3 separate regions of the Sus scrofa genome follow, and all the other regions are linked to region 3. Evidence: chromatin contacts called from public Hi-C and promoter capture Hi-C data. All regions are on one chromosome and are shown on one strand. The core of a region is the stretch at or near the end of the contact, and the rest is flanking DNA. Distances in the headings are between cores, read along the strand shown.

Evidence for each region. Promoter capture Hi-C pulls out the DNA fragments that hold promoters and counts their contacts. A called contact is a pair of places that touch in the nucleus more often than the background predicts.
Region 1: a contact with region 3 is called in a Hi-C map of liver, with 2.0 times the contacts expected there. The contact joins two enhancer-like sites. A contact is called at or near these places in 15 of 47 Hi-C or Micro-C datasets (alveolar macrophages, blood, brain and 11 more) and 2 of 2 datasets of contacts at active chromatin or transcription factors (alveolar macrophages and skeletal muscle).
Region 2: a contact with region 3 is called in a promoter capture Hi-C map of liver, with 5 times the contacts expected there. The contact joins two enhancer-like sites. A contact is called at or near these places in 1 of 5 promoter capture datasets (liver), 22 of 47 Hi-C or Micro-C datasets (adipose tissue, alveolar macrophages, blood and 10 more) and 2 of 2 datasets of contacts at active chromatin or transcription factors (alveolar macrophages and skeletal muscle).

The regions. Positions count from the first base shown.
Region 1 is chr1:16,836,183-16,840,167 of Sscrofa11.1, forward strand. LOC102159681 (a long non-coding RNA gene) reads left to right here. Exons shown (of 3, transcript XR_001305889.2): 2 at 1,735-1,904; 3 at 3,600-3,985. Among named protein-coding and RNA genes, the nearest start is that of TAB2, 230 kb to the left of the region's middle. Within about 2 kb of position 1,504, at least 24 of the 83 cell types and tissues checked have an H3K27ac peak or open chromatin away from gene starts, as enhancers often do. A contact at or near this core is called in liver and retroperitoneal adipose tissue, where this site is marked.
Region 2 is chr1:16,782,661-16,786,417 of Sscrofa11.1, forward strand. No RefSeq gene overlaps it. Among named protein-coding and RNA genes, the nearest start is that of TAB2, 170 kb to the left of the region's middle. Within about 2 kb of position 1,526, at least 6 of the 83 cell types and tissues checked have an H3K27ac peak or open chromatin away from gene starts, as enhancers often do. A contact at or near this core is called in liver, where this site is marked.
Region 3 is chr1:16,513,889-16,518,103 of Sscrofa11.1, forward strand. No RefSeq gene overlaps it. Among named protein-coding and RNA genes, the nearest start is that of ZC3H12D, 52 kb to the left of the region's middle. Within about 2 kb of position 1,438, at least 18 of the 83 cell types and tissues checked have an H3K27ac peak or open chromatin away from gene starts, as enhancers often do. A contact at or near this core is called in liver and retroperitoneal adipose tissue, where this site is marked.

The sequences.
Region 1 (3,985 bases), core at 254-2,753, 320 kb after region 3:
CATGGCTTACGGAAGTTCCCAGGCTAGGGGTCAAATTGAAGCTGTAGCTGCCAGCCACAGCAACGCCTGATCCTTAACTCACTGAGTGGGGCCAAGGATTGAACCTGCATCCTCATGGATCCCAGTCAGGTTCGTTAGCCACTGAGCCATGAAGGGAGCTCCTTGACTGATTTTTTAAATTGCGTTATTCCTCTAGGCCCTTAGCATGCTCTTAAAATCCCACTGTACTGTGTGACACTAGTCTTTGAATTTCAGCATTTCCCAAATTAACACGATGGTTTTTTTTGTTTTGTTTTGTTTTTCCCCCAATGCTTAACCCACATATCTGCTTTGTGAATTATCCTCTGGGAATATGCACTGGATTAGAATTTCATTAACTTTCAATTAAAGACAGAGAACAAATAGGAGAGTGTGCCAAAGGAGGAAAAAAAGGGGTAAATTTGATACAAACAGCAAAAAGGGTAGCTGTGAGGAAGTTCGTGGTTAGTGTCATAACCCTCCTTCGCATGTGACCCATTAGTAACGCAACATATTAAAGTCTCAGCCCGTGATGGTCCTGTGGTGGGTCAGAAGGATTGGCCAGGCTGAACCCATCACCAGCCCAGAAGGTCATTGTCAGATTTCTCCCAAAACATCGTAGCAATGATGCCACTTGAGAATGAGAAACAAGACTCCAAAAAGTAAACTACCCCATCCTCTCAAGTTTTCAACTTTTGTTGAGACTTTTCCATGTACACAACCTACACTACGTCATAAGGATGGCTAAGTGCCTTATCATTAGCAGGATCATAGGTGCTTTCAAGGAGTCAGAGGAAGCCTATATCCAGTAGAAGCTGTGAGTTGAAGTCAAACCCTCTCAGCTATGTAAACTCCCAAAGAGAGTATTGAGAAAAATGGAAACCCACTGTGTAGCTTGTCCTGGATTAAGAGCACAGGATCAGAACTCTGATTCACGTCCTATAGAACGAGCCTCTCCTATCGGCTCTGTCCACATTTCCAAAAAGCTGCCCTCCCTCAACTCCCTGGTATACTGGGCAGCACCTGAAGATGGGAGGGGTTGGGGGCCGCAGTGGACCTGGACCTACATGTAATGCTATTCTCTTTTGCAGGGGACCCAGCGTTTAGTAGAGAAAATCTTGGTCAGCCCCAGCAGGACTGTGGCTGAGTCTCTTAGCTCATGGGGGTGGAGGGTGGGATGAGTTTCATCCCAGAAGCAGCTCTCGGTTGTCAAGGGATGTCCTATTTTCTTCCTAATGCTTTCCAGCTGGGTTGACTTCAGGCGTGGGGAGGTCAAGTGATTTACTCAAACGCCCAGTGAAAGAGACCAGCTGGGACTTGAACTCCGGGACTGCTGGTGCAAGGCCCTGCCCTTAGTCGGCCAATGCTCTGCTTCCCGGTTTTCGCTTTTTCTCTGAATTGCACCAAGCAGCCAGTGTGCTGAATGTGGCGCAGCCCGCCCTCCCGGCTGTCCTTGCTCAGGACTGGAATAAGAGGCATGTTACAGGTCAGGTCTGAATGTTCTGGCAGTGCAGCGGAAAGCAGATCGCTCCATGCCTGCTCAAAGCATACAGTGTCTGGCGAGAGCCGGAGTGAAGATAGCTACACCCACACGCCAAGATTCCAAAAGGAAAAACTTAGCTCACATTTTTCCTTTGCATAGTGATTTTTCTTCCCTTCCTTTTTGCCCTCTTTTTAAAATTTTCTGTCTTTCTTTCTTTCTTTTTTTTTTTAAAGGGAATCCCCATGTTTACAAGTTGAAATCCAAAATGCACAAATGGTCAGCTCACAATTCTTTGACCCGTGAACATCTGTGGGCCTGGGTGTTCCCTGGGAATCGGCAGTGCCGGAGCTGTGAGCCAAGCCTGCCCTAGGCAGAAAGGAATTCTCAAGAAGTGCAACAGTCGGTGAGTGGGGAAGCCGGCTAGTGATCAGGGCCTGGTTATCCTCTAGCCTGGTTTTCCAGGGGCATGTCTGCACTCAACTTCAACTCGTTTTATGAACTGCATTTGACTTTATTTTTTGAGATGGGTCCATCGGAAATGCTTCACAGGACATAGGACATGAATCTTCATTTTGCCTTTAAGAAAAATAAAACTATAATCTGAGATGGGCAAATGTGGTTCAAGTCTGTTTACCCAGAAACAAGAAGCTCTCTGTGTCTGTTTTCTAGAAAAATCTAGAATGTTTTTGAACACCTGTCTCTGAGGACTGATGTGCTCTGAAAGTCAATAGGGTCTCCCTCTGCAGAAGAGGGTCCGGCAGCCCCAGCTCCTAGGAAAGTCTCATGGGGCACCTCTGGGTGCTGCCTTCAGATGGCAGGTGACCCTGGGTGTGGCTAAATGTGCCTCCTCCTTTCCGTTCCGGATGGACTCTGGCTCTAGCTTCATTTTATAGTTTTAATTTGGTAGTTTCTCAAAAGTTAAGCAAACCCTCAATGGAAAAAGTTGGCCTGTGATGTATTTGCGCCTCCCATCTGGACCTTGGTTGCCTCCTCTGTAAGAGGAGGGAATGGCCCAGATGACTGCTGAGCCCACTGCAGCCCGAGGAGTCTGGGGTTTTAGGTTTGCTTCTCTGCTACCTGGAGTTTAGTTTATGTGCTCTAACTTTTCTGCTGTCACCTGGCTCTCATGGGCTGAACTGGGTCCCCACGAAATTCATGTGTCGATGCCCCGCGGCACCTTGGAATATGATTGTGTCTGGAGACAGGGTCTTCTCAGAGTGATCAAATTAAAATGAGGTCTTTAGGGTGGGCCCAGTACAACTGGAGTCCTGATAAATGGAGGAAATTTGGACATAGACGTGGACGCACACGGAGGGAAGGCCACATGCAAGCCAAGGAGAGAGGTCTCAGAAGAAACAACCCCACTGACCCCTTGATCTCAGACTTCCAGCCTCCAGAACTGTGAGAAAATAAATCTATATTGTTTAAGCCACTCTGTCTGCAGAGCTCTGTTACAACAGCTCAAGCAAAGTAATATACTGGCTTGTATCACAGTGACTTTTCCGAGCTATGAAAGAAGTTCCAGGTGGTTTGTTTGTTTGTTTGTTTTTCAACAAACTCTTAATACTGGTGTGCGTCTGCATCAGACTTTTCTTTTGCAGGATATTCAGAATACTTAAAAAATTATGTATTTCTTTGTCATCAGATGGAAGTAAATCATTTTAGTAAAATAAATCCCCTTTGTTTTGACTTGAAGGGAGTTTCATGATTCTGACCCACAGAACTGTTTTCCTGCCTGAATGGCCATGGAGCATCACTCTGCCTTTTGAGAAACACTGCCATTATCTACAAAATTCATTTAAGCCCAAATGGCTCATTGGATAGGCCTGCAGGTAACAGCACACTTATACCGAACTTCTGACCACCCAAGCAGCACCAGAGGGGGCAGAGTCCTGGTTCTGTTTAGTTCTTTTGTCTTGAAAGTTCACTCAGAGTCAAACATCCCGTGACTGGGTTACAGACTAAGTGAGAAAGAAAGGGAACCACGTAGCGCTTTGCTGACTCTCAGATTCCTACCTGAAGTAAAGCATGTTATTACCCAAGTGCTTTTTTCTTTCGTTTAGAATCAAGATTCTGGTTCTTTTCTTTTACAAAATAGGCATGTGGAGTTGGCCTCTGTCCAGTCCAGTATCTGAAAGCATGGAAATGCCCTTCCTTCGGCCCCTGTAAATTCCGATTGAGGCAACAGCAAAACCTCTCAGGGAGAACATTTCTGGATCAGAACCTGCTCCCTTGGGAGGTTAGCATCACCCAGCTTTGGAGGGTCTGCATGTCTGAGAAAGAGATCAAGGTGCAGACTTTGGATCTTGGAACATTCCACCAAGTGACGTGGAAAGGCACAGCCTTGTTCTCCCACGGGACCGCAAACAGGGCGTGTAGAGACTCGCTGTCATAGCTGAGGATTCTGATGACGCGTCCTGACACCTAACGGACCAGAGCATATAGTAATGAGGCCAGCAGCTGTTTAGTGCCATCTAATTACAA
Region 2 (3,757 bases), core at 276-2,775, 270 kb after region 3:
ACTTTTCTTGCTTGACTCTTTTCCCTTTCTTTCTGCATTCCCTTACTTCCCTAATTAGTAACTGCTTAAGTCTGTTCTTTGGAACTCAGGGAAGACCTAGGAGACTAAAGCCTTTTTCTACAAACAAGAAACAGGGAACACAGAGATGCTTTTGTACCCAGAAGGGCCCTGCAGCGTTCTGCTCAGTTTCAATCCCCCCTTATCTTTAATACTCCCAATCCTGAGGGAAACAGGGGCAAAACAAGAACAGAAGTACAGTTCTGGATAGAGTAGTTAATCATAAGCTCAGCAGGAGAAATAGATTTCAGGAAGATTGAGTTTCACCATCTGACTTTCAACAGAGTCAGGCAAGAACTAGCCCAGCAGCATCTCCTGTCATTTCTCCAGGAGTCTTTTCTTTTCTCATCTCTCCAAGTTATCACAGCAGAAAGTGTGGGCTGTATGAGCAAGTTGGGGCTTGAAGGCAATGATCATGAGAATACACCAGTTTCTACTCAGTGGTGAAAACATGAAGGTTTGACCATTTTATTCCCTGAATTCTCTTGGATTCAACTTTGCCAAATGGGAGAGATTCAAAAGAAGGAATAAACACATGCTGGGCCTTAATGCTCGGGCATTCTCCATGACCCTGTTCTTTCTTCTTTCACCGTCTTTCTTGGTCTTTTTGTGGGTTCTTGCTCATGTTTCTTTTCCTCATTTTTGGCTTTTGCCAGAGTCATGACCCTGATTCTCTTCCCACATCATCTTCTTTTTTCTGCAGTTTTATTTGAATCATGTCCTAAGGGTGAAAAAAAAAAATTCTTTTCGTGAAAAGCTCTATTGTTACCCCTCTGGACTTCATGTGAAAAGGTGAACTTGGAATTTCATCCCCACATGTAGCAGGGATAGCTAACTAGCCACTTTAAAAGACAGAAAGAAAAACTCCAACCCACCCATAACTGCCTTATTAACCTCTTTCCTTGAGGGGAAATAGCTGAAAGGGAAAGCAATGAGCACAACTGTTCTGCTTTGTCCCCCTAAGAAAAACCATCCACTTCCAAGACACTTTGGTTTCCTTTGCGGGAGCCAGAGAAAGAGATTCCTGCTCCATCTGCTGTGACCAGGGGTAGTGGCCAAGCCCTTTTCCGTCTTCTATATTCTTTTCCTCTGGACTCTCCAGAAACTCTGCAGAAACATTTCCTTTTTAATGTGGAGAGCAACTTCTCAGTCACTGCTGCAAATGTCTTCCACACACCAATTTCAAGTCCTTTTGAGATAAAAACATTACCTGTGGGCAGGCTCTCATTGGTTCTTCAGACTTCTTTTTCTTCCAGGAGCTGGGGAGGTAAGAGGCAGCTGGTGTGTGGGTTTCACGGGGAACAGGGCTGAAGGTCCTTTAATTGAAGAGGTGAACACTGTGCCTGAAAAGCTGGGCGAGTCCCCTGTGGGCCCATCCCAGACATTCTCCCTCTGGCTGGTGTCCGGGCTGGAGCAAGACCTGGAAATCTCTACAGAGGCTCTGCTCCCCCTCCTGGCCTGGGTGGGGAGCAGCACCCAGTACTCCCAGCTTAAGGCCAAGACCCCCCCCCTCCAGCACCCTCTTCTCTTCCCACCTTTACTGCTATCATGAATTGGTCCAGGCAGCAAAGGGGGGGGGGTGCTTAGACAGCGCTTCTGAGTATTATCAGGGGATGTGCCCAGGACCAGGAAGTGGGGGGAGGTTCAGCAGAGCTGTGTGTGACCAGCTGGTGACACCTTTGTTATTGTCAGTGTGATTTACTGATTGGGCTGTTCTGCCAGGATACGTGTTCTGTCTGAGGTGTATGTGGGTTTGAGATGCTTAAAGGAAAACCCGCTCTGCGTTAGGTAGGGAGGGCAAAAGGATTTCATTGTGATTGCCAGTTCGAGTCCAGGCTGTCTGGAGGGCTGTGATGACAATGACTGTGAGGGTTTTTTTTTTTCTGGCTCAGTGAGAGGAGTGTGGGCGAGGGTAGCAGCGAGAGTGGTCTTAGTCCTGCTTCCAGAGAAGGATGTGATGGAAAGGCTGAGGTCACGGCCTTCTCTTTCGATTCCTGGAACAGAACGGGTCTAATCCTCTCCCTCCTTCCTCGCGTCCCTGGGGCTCCGTGGGTGCTTCTCAGTCACGGCTATCCAGCCTCACCCTGCAAGCTCAGAGGAAGAGACGAGTCACCAGAGAACCAAGGGAGGGGTGACTCAAGGAAGAGAAAAGAGGAGTTCCTCTTGGGGCTCAGTGGTAATGAACCCAACTAGGATCCCTGAGGCTGCAAGTTCAATCCCTGGCCTTGCTCAGTGGGTTAAGGATCAGGTGTTGTGGCATAGGCTGGCAGCCCGTAGCTCCAATTCGATCCCTAACCTGGAAACTTCCATATGCCGCAGGTGTGGCCCAAAGAAAGAAAGAAAGAAAGAAAAAGAGACTTGCCCAGCTGCTCCCTGACCCAATGGGAGACTAAGGATCCCTAACCCCTTGAGTGAACAGTTCCCCCCAGGGTGTCCACGAAAGGGAATAACAAAGCGCTTTGTGAGGACCACATGAGATAACACGTGAAAAGAGCTTAGAATACTTTCCCTGGCATGTATGAAGTTCTCCATAAGTTTTAGCTGTTGTTATGAAATTATAGATGCTCTCTTTATGTTCCTAGTAGATGTTCTACCCCTGTCCTTAATGATCCTCCTTTGAGCTGATGCATGTCATGCGCCTCCTACTGGGGACACTCTGAGCTTCCCTTGAAGGCAGGGTGTGTGGCTCTGGGGAAAATCGAGGCATCTCAGGATCAGAGGATGACAGGTGTAGAGGGAGTCTCCCTCATCTTCTCATCCTCACACAAGGAGTTCACAGCCTTGGGGCGGATACGGGCAGGAGAGGACACTACTGCTCAGCGGTTGTGTAGGTTGATAGAAGCTTCGATAAAACTGTGAAGAAGAGGATGAGTGATCCCGGGGCCATCCTGCCTCCCTTTCATCCTCTCTAACATTCGCAGCTCCCCCTCGGCCTGTCACCCAGGGGCCCACCTCAGCTTGTAGCCCAGGGTGAACCTAGTTCATTAGACTTGCATTCCCTGGGAGAAGCAACACGGTTGGCCTTTAGGAAATTAGCTGCACGGGGTGAGGATCTGGCCTTGTCTTTGCAGGGCTCAGGTCACTGCTGAGGCGTGGGTTTGACCCTTGACTCTGCACAGTGGGTTAAGGATCTGGCATTGCTGCAGCCATGGCATAGGTCGCAGCGGTGTCTTGGCTTCGATCCCTGGCCTGGGAACTTCCATATGCTGTGCATGCAGCCAAAAAAAGAAGTTATCTGAGTCCCATGGTTCACACTGGCATTATTTCTCCTTTAAAAGAGAAGGCCATTGGCCACAATTATGGGAAGGTTTGGTACACGAGGCAGTCTAAAGGGCCTTGTGTTCTCCATCAGTATTTCAGAAAGTGAGCTGGTAAACAGGTACCCCCTTTAGGGATGTTGGTTGCTGGTCCCTGATTCAGAGAGCCTTCTCCCCTCAGTCCAAGCTGAGGTGCTTTTAAAAAAATACATTCATAGGGCAGAAATTGACCGAACATTGTAAATCAACTGTACTTTAATTAAAATTCTTTAAAAACAATAAAAAAATATTCAGAGAAGAGGGCTGTATGCTTGCCCCCAGAGTTCTCCCTGACTGTTCAATAATTCTCACCGGCAGGATGTTTTCTCTTGTGTCAAACTAAATCCTGTCTGTGCTGTTTGATCCATTTTATTTCCTCCTGTCCTGGCCTCGGTGGAAACAGA
Region 3 (4,215 bases), core at 188-2,687:
AACCTACTACTCAGACTTTATAAATGCTAACATAAGCCGTGAAACCTATCCCTTTTTTTTTCTTTTTTTGCTTTTTAGGGCCACACCCGCCGCAGGCTAGGGGTCAGTCAGAGCTACAGCTGCCGGCCCACCCACACCACAGCCATAGCAAGGCAGGATCCAAGCTGCATCTGTGACCTACACCACAGCTCACGCTGGATCTTTAACCCACTGATGGAGCCCAGGGATGGAACCTGCAACGTCGTGGTTCCTAGTCGGATTCGTTTCCACTGCTCCACGACAGAAACTCCCAAATGTATCGCATTTTTAAAAGGATGACAATATGAGATATAATTGAAATTCTCTTTATGACTCTAAATCCCATCACTCATCTTTTCTCCCTTGGGGTAACCACTGTTCTAAAGCTGATGTCCTCTTTCCTTCTTATTGCCATTTTTTTTCTTTTTAAGGTGGCTGAGCCTGCAGCATATGGAAGTTCTGGAGCTAGAGGTCAAATTGGAGTTGCAACTCCTGGCCTACACCACAGCCACAGCAACGGCAGATCCGAGCCACATTTGTGAACTACACCAGAGCTTGTGGCAATGCTGGATTCTTAACGCACTGAGCGAGGCCAGGAATCAAACTTGCGTCCTCATGGACACTGTGTTGGGGTTTTTAAGCTGATGAGCCACAACGGGAACTTCTCCTTTCTTTCTTTCTCTCTTTTTTTTTTTTTTTCCTTTCAGCACATACATATAAGTCTGCAAATACACGTATTTTGCATTTCAAATATTATATAAGGAGTTCTCTTGTGGCATAGGAGGTTAAGCTTCCGGCATTGGCACTGCAATGGCCCAGGTCACTGCTGTGGTGCAGGTTCAATACCTGTCCTGGGAACGTCTACATGCTGCAGGCACAGCCAAAAACAAAAAAAAAAAGTGTTATATAAGTGATACCAAATGCTATATAATCCTTCTGCTTGCAACTTCCTTTTTTCACTTAACATTATGTTTTCAGATGTCTCTCTTTAGCATGAGTGGCACAGGTCCATTTTCATTGCTATATAAATTCCATGGTATGAACTTACCCCAATTCACACAGGTATTTCCCTATCGGTGGATGTGGTGGATGTCGAGGTTACCCCAGCCCAGCCCCGTTTTCTGCATTACAAACCATGCTCTGATAAACCTTCCTACGCCCGCCTTATCCCTGCAAGCAGAACTGCTGACATGACGCATCTGCAACTTCATTAGATTCTGCTAAACTGTCCTCCTGCCGGCTTGGAAAGCTCGTTTTCCCACATTCTCACCAAAAAGGTATTGACAGCTGTTCCACTGTTGCTAACTTGATGGGTGTGATTCACATTTCACTGTGGTTTTCATTTGCACTTTCCTGTTTACAAGCGAGGCTCAGTGTCTTTGCCCTGGGGCGCTGGCTGTTGTGTTTTCCCGTCAATGAACTGCCTGTTCATGACCTTGGCCCCTACAACCGCCTCCTGCCTCCTCCAATCTACTCTCTACAGTTGCTGCCAGAGCTTCTAGAAAAGGTGGCCCTGACCAGGCACCAGCTCTATTTAACTCCCCCGCCTCCCCCCGTCCCCGCCCCCGTTCTCAAAGCCTCAGACTCATCAAGGGGCCTCTGCTCTGCACTGTCCAGACATCCCACCCACCAGAGCCTCCGTTCAGGCCCTGATCCTCCGTCTCTCCAGATGCCCGGCTGCCTGGACTCTCCTTAGATTCTCAGATGCGCCAGGCTTTTTCCTGCCTCGGGGCACTGGAGGCACGATTTTCTCCCCTCCTCCTCTCCCAACCCCTGAAACTCTCCAAGCCCAAAACAGTGTGGGGCCTCAGAGTCCCTTCAGGGAAGTCTCAGGAGCTGAATGGACGTGCTCCCTCCCTGCTCCCGAGGCCCCCCCACCTCTGCCAAGCCCCAGCCCCTGGAATCAAGACACCGGATGGGCAGGTGCTAGATCTTTCCACTCCACTCTTCTCATTCACCTCCTGCCACATCTGCCCCATCTTCTCCAGCCTCTGCTGGATACACATGGTAAGAGTTGGGAGGAAAAGACACATTTTCTACATAAATCAAGGCTGTAACTATCATGAGATTTACAAACTCATATGAGGATGCACACTTGCCGCTGAGCTTGCTCCTTTGCGTCTAACGAAGGCTTTCCTCAGGATGTAATTAAATCTCATGCACACTTGAGCTTTCACATCAGAAAAAAAAAAAAAAAAAAAAAAAAACCCAAACAAGGTGCTGCCTCATTAACACCGGACCAAGAGAACCTGAAAATGTGTAGCTGTGACGACGGGGCTTTTTCTCCGGGTTTCCTGAGATATTGTAAACGTGTAAGTTTCAGGTGTGCAATGTGATGCTTCCATACGTGACTATATTGTGAAATGATTATAGTGGGGTTAGTTAACACCTCCATCCTCTCACCTATTTACCGCGCGCGTGTGTGTGTGTGTGTGTGTGTGTGTGTGTGTGTGTGTGTGTGTGTGGAGGGGGGGGTGAGACCATTTAAGAACTATGCTTTTAGCACCTTTCAAGGATGCAGTAAAGTGCTGTAAACTCAGTCACCACGCTGTGTATTAGCACTCAGAACTCACTCATCTTATCCCTGGAAGTCCATACCCTTGACTGACGTCTCGCTATTTCTCACCTGCCCATCCTGACAAGCACCTTTCTACCCTGTTTCTGAGTTCAGCTTGTTTCCATCCCACAGCTAAGTGGGATCCTACGGCTCTTTCTCTGACATGTGGCGCTTGGCCGGCTCTCTTGGTCAGGGCCTTGCTTCCCGCTGGCCTGGAGGAGGCCCATCCCTGAGCGCTGGGAGCACCTCGGGGAGCTGTCTGAACCTCCTTTTCCCTGGAGCCCACGGTCCTGGGATTTTGACTTGTCAGCCATGGGGATGCAGGCCCCGGCGTTCTCCCTGTGGGCAGACGGCAGCCAGCCAGCCAGCCCCAGCTCCTCGCTCTGGCTTCATCTCCTTGTCTCTGCTGAGGCCACTTGTCCCACGCACTGCCCCCATGACACAGGCGGGGCGCGGGTTCAAACCCCTTCCGGAGGTCCACGTCTCCTGCGTAGACAACTTCTTTCAAACACGCCCTCGGCCCCGCCCAGCTGTCTGAGAGCGCCCCCTGCTGGGCAGGCTCCTTCTCTTGGGCATCTCTTTCCCCCTCTCTCCATCGCTCTCCCTCCCAACAGGATGAGGTCTGTTTGCATCGAGGGCCAAGATTCTCCGCCGCCATCTCCTGCTCCTTCCTCCCTCCTCCCAGCATCTCACCGTCTAACCCATCTTCGTACCTACTTCACCAAACACCTGAGCTGACACAAGTGGTGCCAGGAGGGGTCCCAGAACGGGGTGAAGGCCTGGATGGCACCATTCTCAGTGACCACAGAGCGCCCCTGACACATGGTGGCAGCCCGGCTGCTAAAGTCAGTGATGCAGACACAGAAGACAAACTTACGGTTACCAAAGGGGAGAGGGCTAAATGAGGAGTTTGGGATTAACATATACACACACTGCTGTATATAAAATAGATAACCAACAAGAACCTAGTGATAGCACCCTAGGAACTATACTCTTGTAATGTCCTGTAATGGAAGAGAATGTAAAAAAAAAGAATAGCGATACAGATATATGCATGTGTAACTGAATCACTTGACGGTTCACTGAAACTAACACTACATGGTAAATCAGCTATATTTCAATACAAATTCAAAAATTAAAAAGCAAAAAACAAACCAAAAAGATGTCGTCAGTGGTGAGCCAAGCAGAAGGTTCTGCTGGTGGAAACTGCCCTTCAAAGGCGAAGATGGGAAGACAATGTTTAAGAGAGGAGGGCGCTGTTGGTCACGGCTAAGCTGTCAGCACTGCAGAGGGATGATAAAGCCCCCAGAAGGCTAGGCTGCCTTTTAAAAATGGGGCATGAGGAGTTCCCGTCGCGGTGCAGGGGTTAACGAATCCGACCAGGAACCATGAGGTTGCGGGTTCGATCTCTGCCCTTGCTCAGTGGGTTGAGGATCCAGTGTTGCTGTGGTTGTGGCATAGGCTGGCATCTACAGCTCCGATTGGACCCCTAGCCTGGGAACTTCCATATGCCATGGGTGTGGTCCTAAAAAGAAAAGAAATGAAAGAGCATTTATAGCTTTTAAAAATAAATGGGAGCTCCGGCTGTGGCGCAATGGGATAGGCGGAGTCTTGGGAGCTCTGGGATGCAGGTTTGATCC